Regions from separate parts of the Danio rerio genome. Here regions 1 and 3 are each linked to region 2. A link is a contact called in public Hi-C and HiChIP or PLAC-seq data. All regions are on one chromosome and are shown on one strand. Each heading gives the region's core, a stretch centred on a gene start, on an enhancer-like site or on the middle of the called end of the contact. The rest is flanking DNA. Distances are from core to core; before and after follow the strand shown.

Region 1 (4,699 bases), core at 596-3,095, 160 kb before region 2:
ATTGTTTGTTCATGTTAGTAAATACAGAATACAGAAGGGTTACCCTGAATAGACCATCAAAATGTAAAAATTAACTCTCATTGAAAATAATAAAAATCAAAACCACCACGCAACAGAAACTTTCATTTCTTGCTTGTTCCGCAGAAGAAAAACTGAGGTAAAGTTGGTTTTATATTTGCACATTTATTCAGTGACAACTTATGACATTCTCCCTATATTGTTTACTATGGTACTTTGAATATTCAACTTGAAATCATATGCAAGTATGAGTTCAAAACAACATCAGCACTATTTATATGACTGTGAACAATGTTTTACTTTTATAGTCATTTGGATGTTAATATGATTTCGCTATTTAGAATTTGCAAAAAATACTTTTCTGAAATTATATTATTAAGGAGAAAGTCTGAATGTACAAACATAAAACCAACTTTACTTCAATTTAACAAAAATCATTCATTTTGACTAACATTCATTCATTCATTCATTTTCTTTTCGCTTAATTAATCAGGGGTCGCCACAGTGAAATAATCCACCAACTTATCCAGCATATATTTTATGCAGCTGATGCCCTTCAACCCAATACTGGAAAACATCCATACACTCTCATTCACACACATACACTACGGACAAGCTTACCCAATTCACCTATAGCGCATGTCTTTAGACTGGTGGGGAAACCCACACCAACATGGGGAGAACATATAAACTCCACACAGAAATGCCAACTGATCCTCAAACCAGCGACCTACTTGCTGTGAGGCGATCGTGCAACCACTGCGCCACCGTGACGCCCCAATACAACATTTCGCCAGAAATATACCTGCGCAACATTAGATATAAGGTTTTATAGAGGTAAAGTTGGTTTTATATTCGCAGATTCAGACTTTCCCCTTAATAATATAATTTCATAAAAGTATTATTTGCAAACTCTAAATAGCGAGATCATATTAGCAGCCAATGACTATCAAAGTACAACATTGCTCACGGTCAAATAAACAGTGATAATGTTAATTTCAAGTCATACTGGCATGCTAATTCTGATTGAATATTCAAAGTAACATGGTAAACTGTAAAGAGATTCCTAAATGAACGAATGTGCGAATATAAAACCAACTTTACCTCTATTAAGGTTTTGTAATACAGTCACATTTGGGTGTACTACCCCTTTAAGAAATTTGTAAAAAGATGTAAATTCTGCAGCTTACCACATACATAAACAAAAAATGCATCCAAACTGGATTCACCGGACGCTAATTTCACAAGATCAGCCTCACAGCTTTTAAATCATCAAATGTCAGATGTTTTCATTCTCGAACCCATCATCAGCGACCCGGTGACAGATTATATAACACACAACATCCAGCGTCTGCACTTTCTATTTCAGCACACTGACCAAACACAGCTGATTTGTCAATCAAGCAGCACCAGCAGCAGGATACAAACCTCTGGCCCTGGTGCTCGGGTAGATCTTCTGCGCCTCGTACAGCAGCTGCAGGGCTTTCTCTTTGCGTCCTGAGCGCAAACACAGCTTGGCTTTCTCTATCAGCCTGTCAGACTCCTCTCTGTCCATCTCAAACATTGACATGTTCAGCAATGACACCTCAAACCCACATTAAATATCGTGCCGATGAGCTCAAAGTAGCTAAATAATCAAAACGAGGCTTATTTAACGGTACAGATGACTCGCGGTGTTGTTGACATGAAGCTAAATCGAGTGCGTTATGCTAATGCAACCACAACAATTTAAATTCCGATTTTAAGCATCCTCCGCTCACAAAACGGACACCTCTACGACGCAACCTAGTCGAATATGAATTTATTATCAAAGCAATTCATGTTTAATCCTAGACACCAGACCTGGCTTCGTCATTGCAAAATGTGCGAGAAAGACAGAAATGCAATACTGCTTGTAACCTCCATTGCTAACCGGAAGCAGAAGCGAAGGATGCGGGACTACAATCCAAACAGCCAATCGGAAGCTGTCGTTATTTTCCGTAAATGGAACGATGGCAGCAGGATAAAAAAATCCGAGGGTATGGAAGGTGAGCGGGGACAAATGTGGTCAAGACCCTACGGGCAAGACCTTTTATTTACAGTCTATGGGCGAGACAATGCAGGTGCAACGAGATTACATTTAAAATGTTCTATACTTTGTTTAAATATGTCAGTGGTGCTCTGTTTAATTTAATATGTGCTAATTTCCATCCATTTCTAACACAAAAATTGGTAACACTTTACAATAACAGTAAATGAATAATTATATATGAATATGTAAACCAATCATTACTTTATTATGAATTAACGAGTTAAGACATGTCCTAATCATGAACTAACTTTAATTACAACATGAGTCACGTGAGTTCATTTGTGAATAACGTCTGCTTTAATTACTTGTTAGTACATGTTGTTAATCAGTGTATTAAGTAACATTTGAGTTTAAGCAAAATGTAACCATAAACATGAAACAGTGTGTGGCATAAACTTTAAACAGCGCGGCGTAAACTTGAAACAGCAAAGCCTTTACGTAAACTGAAAACAGTGTTACATTGACTCGAAATAGTTGCATAGACTCGAAACAGCGTGATGTACAGTTGAAACAGCATGGCCTTGGCGTAAATTCGAAACAGTGTGTCAGACTCGAAACAGCGTGATGTAGACGTGAAACAGCGTGACATGGCCTCAAAACAGCCTGACATAGACTCAAAACAGCATGGCGTAAACTAAACAGCGCGGCTTAAACTTGAAACAGCGTGGCCTTGGTGTAAACTTGAAACAGAGTGGCATATTGAAACAGCATGACGTAGACTCAAAACAGCATGGCGTAGACTCAAAACAGCATATAGTTAACTTGAAACAGTGTGACATAGACTCGAAACAACATGGCGTGTGAACTCTAAACAGTGCAGCGTAACATTGCGGCCTAAACTTGAATGTTGTGTTCACACCAGACGCGGCACGCATGAATAAATCTCGCTATTCACGCATAAATAGATGCATCATGAACTTATGAGCTGTTAATGTATGTGTATGTCATGACTTTACTTGGAGGGGCACATCACCATTAACTCATCCTTGACTACTTTTGTGTTTACAGTGTTCATGTTGATGTTGACAGAACCCTTTTCTATTGTTATTCAGTGTAAACGAACTACAAGGATGTGCATAAAGAGATCATGAAGAGTTCCGCCCCATTCACACGGGGCTTCAGCATCAACGCTTGACAGAGGGCGTGTCTAAAGTTGGAGCAGACGCGATCGTCATAGCAATGCCAGCCAATGAAATTAGTCAGCAATCGGCTACTGGCTGAGGATTGGCTGATGCTGTAAAAGTTGGGAAAGTCCCAACTACTGCAGCGAGCAACGCTACTGAAGCGGCGCAGGTGGATCCACAATGCAGTTCGGCAACGCCTGACGTAACCCATTCAAAGTGAATGGGAAATGTTGACGCTGATGCCCCGTGTGAATGGGGCATTAAAAATAGGTTAATGATGATGTGCCCCTCCAAGTAAAGTCATGATATAATTCTACATTAGCATATAATGAGTTCATGATAGTTAAATTAAGCAGAAACTAATGTGGTCATTCATCCATTTTCTTTTCCTTTATTAATCAGGGGTCACCACAGCGGAATGAACCGCCAACTTATCCAGCATATGTTTTACGCAGTGGATGCCCTTCCAGCTGCAACCCATCACTGGGAAACAAACATATATTCAAACGAAAAAAAAAAACACTACAGACAATTTTAGCCTACCCAATTCACCTGTACTGCATGTCTTTGGACTTGTAAGGGACACCGGAGCATACAAAGGAAACCCACGCGTACACAGAGAGAACATACAAACTCCACACAGAAATGTCAACTGACCCAGCTAAGGCTCGAACCAGCGACCTTCTTGCTGCGAGGCGACAGCACTACCTACTGCGCCACCGTGTCGCCTAATGTGGTAATTATTACAATAATTAACAAACAACCATGTACTAACAAGTAAAGGTCTCTGTTATTCACACATCAACTCATGTGACTCACATTGTCGTTAAAGTTAGTTCAAAATTAGTGCATGTATTAACCCATCATTAGTTTATAATAAATGAATGTTTACTTTATATATTAACAAGTCATTACTCATGAACTGTTATTGTAAAGTGTTACTCAAATTTTTTTATTAAAAGAGATGCAAAGGTATTATATTAAATATAAGCCTTCAGAATATAGATGTGAATAAAACGTTTGGTAATGTGAGTGATGCTGAAGTGGAGATTTATGACCCATTTTGAGAAAACAGCCTTTAATGCATTACTACTGCAGTCTACAGACACAGACTGATAAAGTGTGGTAGAACTGAAGAAATCTATGAGGGTTCTTTTCTTTACATTAGACCAAAAAGCACATTATGAAAGGCAGATAATCTCGAAGTATGAATTTTGACAGCTTAAATCTTGGAGTTAACTATCTCTTTAACATGCAAATAATGTGGTTTTAACAAACCCTGATAAATAAGGGTTTCGGCTGAAGAACCCAATGTTCAACTTGTTTAGAGCATTGAAAAAATTCTCAATTTACGATTTATAGTCAACATTATGTGTTTCAGTAAAATATACATATTTTTTATTTAGTCTGTAAATTCTTGATGACATTTTTAAACCATTTAATAATAAAAAATTATTTATTTTTTGGCATTAAAAAAAACAAATAA
Region 2 (4,197 bases), core at 426-2,925:
ATAACCACAAATTAACACTAAAAAAGTAATAATACACTCAAAATATGTGATTTTGCAATCTAGGTCAGTTTGGATGAAGAGTATTGTTATTTTAACAATTATCAACAATATTTCTTAAATGTACATATGCTTTTTTTGTTTGAAATTCAATGTCACTATTGAATCACAATGCAATTAAATAGTAAAAAACTAAATTTATGAAATCTAGGCTACTAGTCCTAAACAACATATAATAATCTGCAATGCTTTCAAGCAAAATAGATTTTACAGGTATAAATCCAGCCTTTAAGAGGTGTTAGATATGGGGAAAAATCTAAATGTACAACTGTTTTTCCACATAAATATTACTCAAAATGTATATATATTTTTCCCCACCAAATCAACTAAACCTGCTCCATATACAAAGATTTTAGAAATTATAGCATTTACAAACACTTGATCAAGTTAATTATGGATATTTTGAGGACTTGGCGCATTTGAAGAGTGCAATTCACTAATTTGAAAATATTTTGTCCGTTTTTAGAAAATATAATTTTTCTCTTTCAGATCAAAAGTAAGTAAATTTGTTAAAAAATAGACAAAGAACCCCAATTCTAATTTTGTTCCAGTGTTTTAGGTAAACTGTGGCCACAATCATGTTAAATAACAAGTACTATATTTAACTATAAAGAGAGAAGAAAAATGCCCACAATTAATCAACATTTTCAAGTGTGGGTTTCCACTTTGGTTTGTATAAATACACATAAAGATTTTGCATAATGTTGTTAAAAACAATTAAATAACAAAAAAAACGAGCAAGCTACATAAAACACGCCATATAACCAATGTAATAAATTCTTACACCAGTAATGATGTTTAATGTAGGTTGAATTTGATCCAAAGGATCAGACGTGACTGCAAATGCCTAAACAATAGGAGGGCTGATAACATATGACCGGCTAGCATCAGTAAGACTCAAAGAAAATTAAGTATGCAATAAAAGCCATTCATCACCATGAGTAATTACAGGTTTAATTCGTGTAACGTAAATCTGTGAAAGCAAATGAGCCGTGGGATTGAGGATTACCCGAGTGAAAGTAAACACCAAACAAACACTTCTTTACAGTAAACAGGGGAAAGAGAATACGTTTTCCACAACATCCGACAGTGCCTTAGTGTATATTATAATAACAGTGTTGTTGTTATATTTATTAACCTGTGACTGCGGAGGATAAAGCGTGTACGTTAACATTTAAAGACACAGATGTAGCGTTACGTGTATAGTTTTTTTTTCAATGTGCCAGATGCGAGTGCTCGCGAAATCTTGCCAAATACCGTAAAACACCATTCAATCACAAAGTGACTAGCTGTTAACACATCTTGGCGTTTGTAAAGCATTTAACTGATATTGGTTGTATGTTTAAGTGTTGTGAGCTGTGGTCCCGGCTAAACCGTTAACTCGCTCGTTAGCCTGTTAGCAGCGGGGCTTCCCCGCAACACTTTAAACGGTCAAAATGACGACACTATAAACTAAAACCTAATTTTCCTCACATAAATCGCACACTTGTATGAATGTTTTTCGGTAAACGTCTTTTTACCTGGTGACCGCACTTGGTGTTAACCTGCACAGATCGATCGGATTTCTTCTCGTTACGGACAGAAAGCGCACGGCCATTTCCTCAGTCGAGTATCTGTACGGGTGGTCGGAGCGCGTGACATGCTCGGTGAGTCATGGTTCAGAATCAGTGAATCGACTCACTAAGCGACTCTAATGAATCTCTCTTTAAATGATTGTGCAAAAATAAAACAATACATCTGAAAATTGTTATTGTAAAAGCACAGAATTAAACGGATGTAGGTTTTTTTCTTAAGTGCCGTATTTGGCTGGTTAAATACTGTACTGGACAACACTTAATAATAATCTTCCTCACGGGGTTGTAATCCTTTTCTACACGTGCCCCAAAGGCAAAGACCACCCACCCAGATTCACAGGCAAGGCAACTCGGAGACCCCTGACATGAAGTAGCAGGTTTGGTAGACTGTATTTTATTTTACAAACGCGTCGCTATCACATTACGCATTAAACCAAAAAGATAAATAAATATATAAGCATATAATTTATTTAGTATATTTAACCTGTCTTATGGAACGGACCCCCTGTAGTAACCTCATGAATTTTTAATGGTCTGAGGACCCCAAGCTGACACCATAGATCTAGTTTATAAATTTTCACTATTTTCTCATTATGGCAAAACATAAACTCGTAAATTACAAACTTAAAGCAAGCTTATGTTTTGCAGTTATGCGGAAAAAAGTCAAAAAGTACTAAAGTTTTAAATATATAAATCTGCGATATTGACCTTTGACAAAGAACAGCAAGATGAAACTACAAGTATGTTAGAAAGCCAGAACTGTGAGAAATTTGCAATTGTAACTTATTTTCTTCTCAGTATTGAATAATATAAACTCCCAAATTGTTTGAAAGTAATTCCACTTTCGAAAGGAACTTTGTAACTTGCTTTTGTGAGTTTACATCTCACAATTATACAGAAAGAATTGCAGGTAGAAGCGTCAGAAGTGTGTTTTTACCAGCTCTGACACTTTTCCAACTAACTCAGATTTTATTTTTGCAATTGCGAGTATATGCATCAGAATTTAGTTTTATTAACTAGCAAAAAGGCTAGTCTGAGATTGATGTACACTTTAAAAAAGTCACAATTAACTATATTAAAATGTAGCAGAAAGGGTCTTCTTTAGATTCATGTAAACCTACCGCTTTGTTGCCTATTTCATAGCTTTCAGAAAAAGAAAACAGTCTATTTGAGGACAGGCCTGGTAGGACTGTGTGGCATTTCAAAAATGTGGTGGAGCAGCATTGTTTTGCAATGGTTAGTGGTTATTTTTGTTTTTAGAACTGCATTTTAGGAGCTGTATACTACATTTATAGGTTGGGGATGATTAAAAAAAATAGAATAAACTTTATTCAACTATTAGAATTACCATATTTTATCCATAACCTACAGAAGATAATGCATATAGTATTAAGTTATACTACTTACATAAAAACACACACACACACACACACACACACACACACACACACACACACACACACACACACACACACACACACACACACACACAAAAAAAATCAGTCTTTTTTTCCTTTGGATTGCAACCCATGGGGTGTTTACTGTATATATCAATAACATTAATTGTAATTTTTAATATCAATAGCATCACTTGCAGCAGACTGAATTTACAGCACTATGGTAAACTCTGACACCTTTACTGCATCACATAGCTGAAAAATAAATGTTTTTTAAAAAGATTAAAAAATCATACACAACTGAAGAAAAAGGATCATCTTCAAGTGGCGGTCTCTAAAATTAAACCAATAATAGTCTTGTGAAGTAAATATTGTGCCCACTACTACTATAAGAACTAAATAGGAAAAATTTACTGTCAACCGTCATTGAGGTTTGGTTGGTTTTACATTCACACATTTGGACTTTCAGCTTCTTAAATTTTTTTTTAAAGTTTTCTTTTGAAATTCTAAATAGGGAAATCTTATCAGCAACCAATGACTATTAAAGTATGGCATTGTTCAAAGTCAGTTTAATAGTGCTAATGTTGTTTTACTATCATTCTTACATGTGATTTCAGACCAAATACACAAAGTAGCATAGTAAACAATGTGTGATCAAATGTGTGATTGTAAAATCTACTTTACCTCTATCCAATAATCCTTTGCACAGCTTTTAATAATTAATTAATTAATTCCAGCCACAACCAAACACTGGGTAACACCTATACATTCTTGCATTCACACACAAACACACACTAGGCCAATTAAGCTTAATCAATTCACCTATATGTCTTTGGACTGTTTGGGAAACTGGCGGAAACCCACTCGAACACAGGAAGAACATGCAAATTCCAACTGACCCAGCCAGGCTGAAACCAGTGACCTTCTTGCTGTGAGGCGATCGTGCTACCCACTGCGCCACCGTGACGCCCAAAACTTTAAATCACCTATTTTAAATTCATCATCATCATCATCATCATCATGCTTCCTTTTAAAGCATTAGTGAACGTTTTGTTTCTATACAATTACAATTACGCCATGTTTCTATACAATTACATGCTTGAATGTATCTTAACTGTTGGCTTAAATACCTTAAGTGTGTATATGTCAGAATTATCAATTACGCTTGA
Region 3 (4,681 bases), core at 982-3,481, 170 kb before region 2:
TTAAGCTAACAGATAAGAAGACGTCTTACTCTGTTGCTTCTCTTTCCAGCAGCTGCTCTGTAGATGATCAATATAGTCAGTCTCTATGGTTTTCTCCAGCTCGTCCAGTGCAGCACCACGGTACTCCTTCTCAAAACTCTTATCCACGTAGTATGGCACACCCATGTGCTGAGTCTCCCTGGACACCACTAACCCCATGGACCTGCAGGATGGCGAGTATAACTATCAGGCGTTTTCTTCAAGCGGATGGTTTAAATCATGCATGATGCTTTACAGTTGACTCACGGTTTGTAGAAGAGGCTGTAGGGAGGGTTGGTGGCCATCAGCTGAGTGAACACAGAGATCACAATGAGCACCAGCACCGGCAACAGCTGCAGGAGAGGGGTGAAGTTGTTCTTCATGAAGAGAAAAAAAAAGAAAGAAGGTTTTTAGAGAGGCTTTGATGGCAATTTGGACATCAGATAAAAATAAAGAGTTAGGAAACATTAGTGAAAATTTGCAAGGAGGAAATGTAGGGATGTACGAGCGTCCACAGAAGGCTATTGGTTCATATGGTGAATTTAGGGCATAGGGTAAAATCTTTCGCCCTCACACTAAATACTCAATTGTGAGGATTTCACCGATATGAGAGTAATGTTTAGAGAAATATTCAAACATGTAATGCATGTTTTTCTCTCAATAACAAAATTAATATACAGCTAAAATTACAGAGTACAGAAAACAGTGGTTAAGAAAGCATCTATGGTGAGGATAATTGCATTAGATGCTGTAAATTGGCATTGTAAGACAAGTCATGTCAAATCACATACGTGTTTGTTTAAAAAGTTGTTTGCTTTAAATCGAGCAGCTTTGAGGGATTAAACATGCAAAAAATAAATAAAAATAATAACTTGCTGCCATGTTGGTATCAGCTGCTACATGCTATTTTTCAGTGACTTGGTTGCTTCAGTCAGTAGATTTTATTTATATAATAAAAAGTTGTCCATAGAAAAGAAAGGCAATTAATCAAGTTTTAGATTTAAATTTTTCAAAAAGGTAAGCTTTTAAAATAAAATCAGTTGTCCACTTTATGTGTTTGCCTTTGGTTTTTGCAATCATGCAGAAAAATATGGAAAAAATAACATATCGGCCTCTGAATTTAAATAGTTACAGGATATCTATAAAAAAAATCCACATCAGTGCATCCCTACAGAGCACGGAAATTTAGACAGTATGTCAGATCATATTTTTTCTTATAGAGAAAGTCTTATTTGTTTTATTTCGACTAGAATAAAAGCAGTTTTAATTTTTTTTAAAAACAATTTTAAGGTCAAAATTATTACCCCCTTTAAGCTATATATTTTTTTCGATAGTTTACAGAACAAACCAACATTATACAATAACTTGCCTAATTACCCTTTCATGTCTAGTTAACCTAATTAACCAAGTAAAGCCTTTAATGTCACTTTAAGCTGTATAGAAGTATCTTGAAAAATATTTATGAAAAAATTATTTACTGTCATCATGGCAAAGATAAAATAAATCAGTTTTTCGAATTGAGTTATTAAAATTATTATGCTTAGAAATGTGTTGAAAAATCTTTTCGGTTAAACAAAAACTGGGGAAGAAATATACAGGGGGGCTAATATATATGTATAAAAATCAAAATTGTAAAATCTAAATTATTACTCAATATTAATATTCCTCCTATAAATATATTTTTTATTTCTCAAAAATTTCCAAAATTATGTTTAACAAAGCATGGAATTTATCACAGTATGTCTGATGATATTTTTTCTTCTGGAGAAAGTCTTATTTCTTTTATTTCCGCAAAAAAAAAATTTAATTAAAAACTTTTTTTGAATTTTTTACAGAATTTTAATAATTTAATATTATTAGCCCCTTTTAGAAATATTTTCTGATTGTCTTCAGAACAACTGTTATACGATTATTTACATAATTACAATAACGTGCCTAAGTAACCCAGTAAAGCCTTTAAATGTCACTTTAAGCAGAAAACTACTATGTAGAAACTTTTCTAGTAAAATATTATTTACAGTCATTGTAAAAGAGGTCGGTGGGCTGAGCCCAGAGCTGGACACGAGCTGTGCTCTCTCCTCACGCGTGCATGCTGTGACATCACGAACAGACTCCTATAGAGCTCGTACTTGATCATGCGCTGATCACGAGCACAGGCAGCCAATCAAAACGCAGCTTAGGTCTGCTGTACATTGAGACTGTTAACTGGTTTCATTCTGATCAGACAGAGAGAAAGGTTGCATGCTTTGCTTTCCGCCTAATTCCAGTCAGTTTTGTGTGCGTCAATGATGAGAAGTAAGTGTTTATGCATCTTTTACATACCTGTTACCACTGTTTTATCATTATAGTATTGTATTGAGATTATTGATTTATGCGCGAGCTCGTAAAGAATCGCGGACTGCCGCGGCTAGTAGTAGCGATCTTTTATGTAAATATAATTGCTTTAAATGATAATACATACATCGCCTATTAAATCCATGCTTTTTGTTATATTTCCGCCTAAGTTAAAAGCCTGTTAATAGTGAGAATTATTATTTATATACGTTTATCTGCCTTGCTTCATCTGCTTTGCTCATGCATGTCAGTTATAAATGTATATTGTAGTTTAATGTTGTGTATAAGTATTTCCACTTGTTACTGTTATCCTTATTATCTAAATTTACTAATTAATGTATATTTTCTTTCCTTTGTTTAGACCACACACACACACACACCAAACACATACACAAAGTGTGATGGACAATAAAGAGCTTTAAATGGGGTTCAAGTCTCCGTGTTCTTACCGGCACTCCATGGCGACGATCAAATTCACCTAAAAAACAGCTAACTCCTCTACAAAATTGGTCCTTCGAGCCGGAGCTGGTCGTTACCATGGCAACCCCAAAGTCAGCCCCATCCTCTTCTCGACGTCCACACAGAGTGATCCAGAGACCTGCCTACTTAGATGACTACATAGTCAATTATGCTGGAAACCCATCTAGCCATCCAGTTGGACCTAAAGAGAAAGCAATAATGACGTCAACCCCCATCACTACTAGTCAATCATATGGAACTGCTGGTTCATCAGAGGACTTTATGCAGCAGATGATGGAGATTACAAAACAGCAAAGTGAGACAGCAAGGCGCCAAACAGAGCTCTTGGAGAAAGTCCTGCTACACAGTAGCCTTCAAGCATCCACCCCCTCCTCACGAGCATCATCACGGCATCAGACACCTCGGACCCGAATCCTGCAATCAGTGGAAAAGGGACAGCCGACATCTGAAGTAAGCCCTGATGTTGTTAGAATACAGTCCTCTCCCTGGCCACTGCCTAATAATCCCCCAACTGTGGAAGAGCTTTCTCAGTCGCTGAGGAAAACCCACCTCAGAGACACTTATTTCCAGTCACCTCCACCTGTAAGCAGAGAAACCACCTTAACGTCACATCAGTATGCCACACCCTATAGCAGCTCTCCATTAGACCAAATTAGAACCCATCAGCACAACCAAGCAGAGCCATGGACTAAACCACTGCCTCCTCTCCCTGGACAGCAACCCATCCAAACCACCCAGCCACATTTCTATAACATACCACCTGCAGCTGTCCACCCAGTACATAGCCGGTTCGTTTCAGTGACTGAGCCAATGCCACAAACGTCATACCAAGCTACATCTCAATTTAGGGCTAACACTGTACCCTATGCACCTCCTCCTCCCTCATACTGGAGTCCAACAGTGGAAGGGCCCACCTTTCCAGATTTTTACAAAGAGGACAGAGCTCAGTATGTGGAACTTAGGATGGCTTTGGATAATTTGCTCCACCCTCAAATACCAGAGAATTATAAGTACTCCATCCTTCTGAAGCATGTGAAGGTACCTAATGCTCACAGACTAGTGTTAGCACATGCGGAATCAGTCACTCCTTACACAAATGCCCTGCAAGCCCTCGACAGGAGGTATGGCAGGCCCTACCAGTTTGTGCTGAGAGAAATAGAGACATTGGAGAACCTCCCAGCTATTCGTGCTGGTGATGAGCGGGCATTCGATGAGTTTTCTCTCAGAGTCCAAGCAATAGTCGGCATGCTTAAAGCCCTCAAGGATGATGGTATTGAGGAACTGCACAGTGGGTCAAATGTTAAACGACTGTTGAACCGTCTTCCTCGATCACAACAAACTGAATTCAGGAGGCATCATCTCAAGAGAAACCCGGATAAGACAAAGTTCTCTCTCCTTGAGTTTGCAGAGTGGCTGCAGCTGGAAGCTAACTGCTTAGAATTTGACCCAACTGATACCACCAGAACTCTAAATCGAGATCAAAGAGCAGTCACTCGACAACAAACCAGGCAAACCAGCATACTGCATGGTGTTAATCAAAGACAGACTACAGAACAGGTAACCAAACCAACCATAATACAGCAGAAAGCACCTAACAAACACAAACCTGTCTGTCCATACTGCAATGCGGATCATTACCTCAGCCAGTGTACCGCCTTCAATACATTAACTAAGGAGCAGATTGTGGGCTGGATTAAAGAGAATAAACGATGCTGGAAATGTGCACGTTTACACATGGCTAAAGACTGTGACCTTCAAAAGCCTTGCCACCTGTGTCAAGCCAAACATCTCTCTGTGCTCCATGACATAAATCAAAGGAAAGCTGAAGTTACCAATGAAAGCAGTAGTT

What was found. Hi-C and Micro-C count contacts between places; a contact is called where the count stands out from the background. HiChIP or PLAC-seq counts read pairs in DNA pulled down with a chosen protein or histone mark.
Region 1: a contact with region 2 is called in a Hi-C map of an unstated tissue, with 3 times the contacts expected there. The contact joins the promoter of dnajc18 here to the promoter of grpel2 in region 2. A contact is called at or near these places in 2 of 18 Hi-C or Micro-C datasets (embryo and an unstated tissue).
Region 3: an H3K4me3 HiChIP or PLAC-seq map of embryo shows a contact between it and region 2, with 2.7 times the contacts expected there. The contact joins the promoter of LOC141380013 here to the promoter of grpel2 in region 2.

What each region holds. Positions count from the first base shown.
Region 1 is chr21:32,905,643-32,910,341 of GRCz12tu, forward strand. It overlaps dnajc18 (DnaJ (Hsp40) homolog, subfamily C, member 18), which reads right to left and starts at 1,846. Exons shown (of 8, transcript NM_001113588.1): 1 at 1,447-1,846. The coding sequence starts at 1,588. It overlaps LOC141380016 (a long non-coding RNA gene), which reads left to right and starts at 1,985. Exons shown (of 4, transcript XR_012397242.1): 1 at 1,985-2,120; 2 at 3,616-3,949.
Region 2 is chr21:33,061,624-33,065,820 of GRCz12tu, forward strand. It overlaps grpel2 (GrpE-like 2, mitochondrial), which reads right to left and starts at 1,676. Exons shown (of 4, transcript NM_001288663.1): 1 at 1,578-1,676. The coding sequence starts at 1,654.
Region 3 is chr21:32,889,192-32,893,872 of GRCz12tu, forward strand. It overlaps LOC141380013, which reads left to right and starts at 2,232. Exons shown (of 2, transcript XM_073935984.1): 1 at 2,232-2,313; 2 at 2,714-4,681. The coding sequence starts at 2,890. It overlaps dnajc18 (DnaJ (Hsp40) homolog, subfamily C, member 18), which reads right to left. Exons shown (of 8, transcript NM_001113588.1): 6 at 286-395; 7 at 30-202.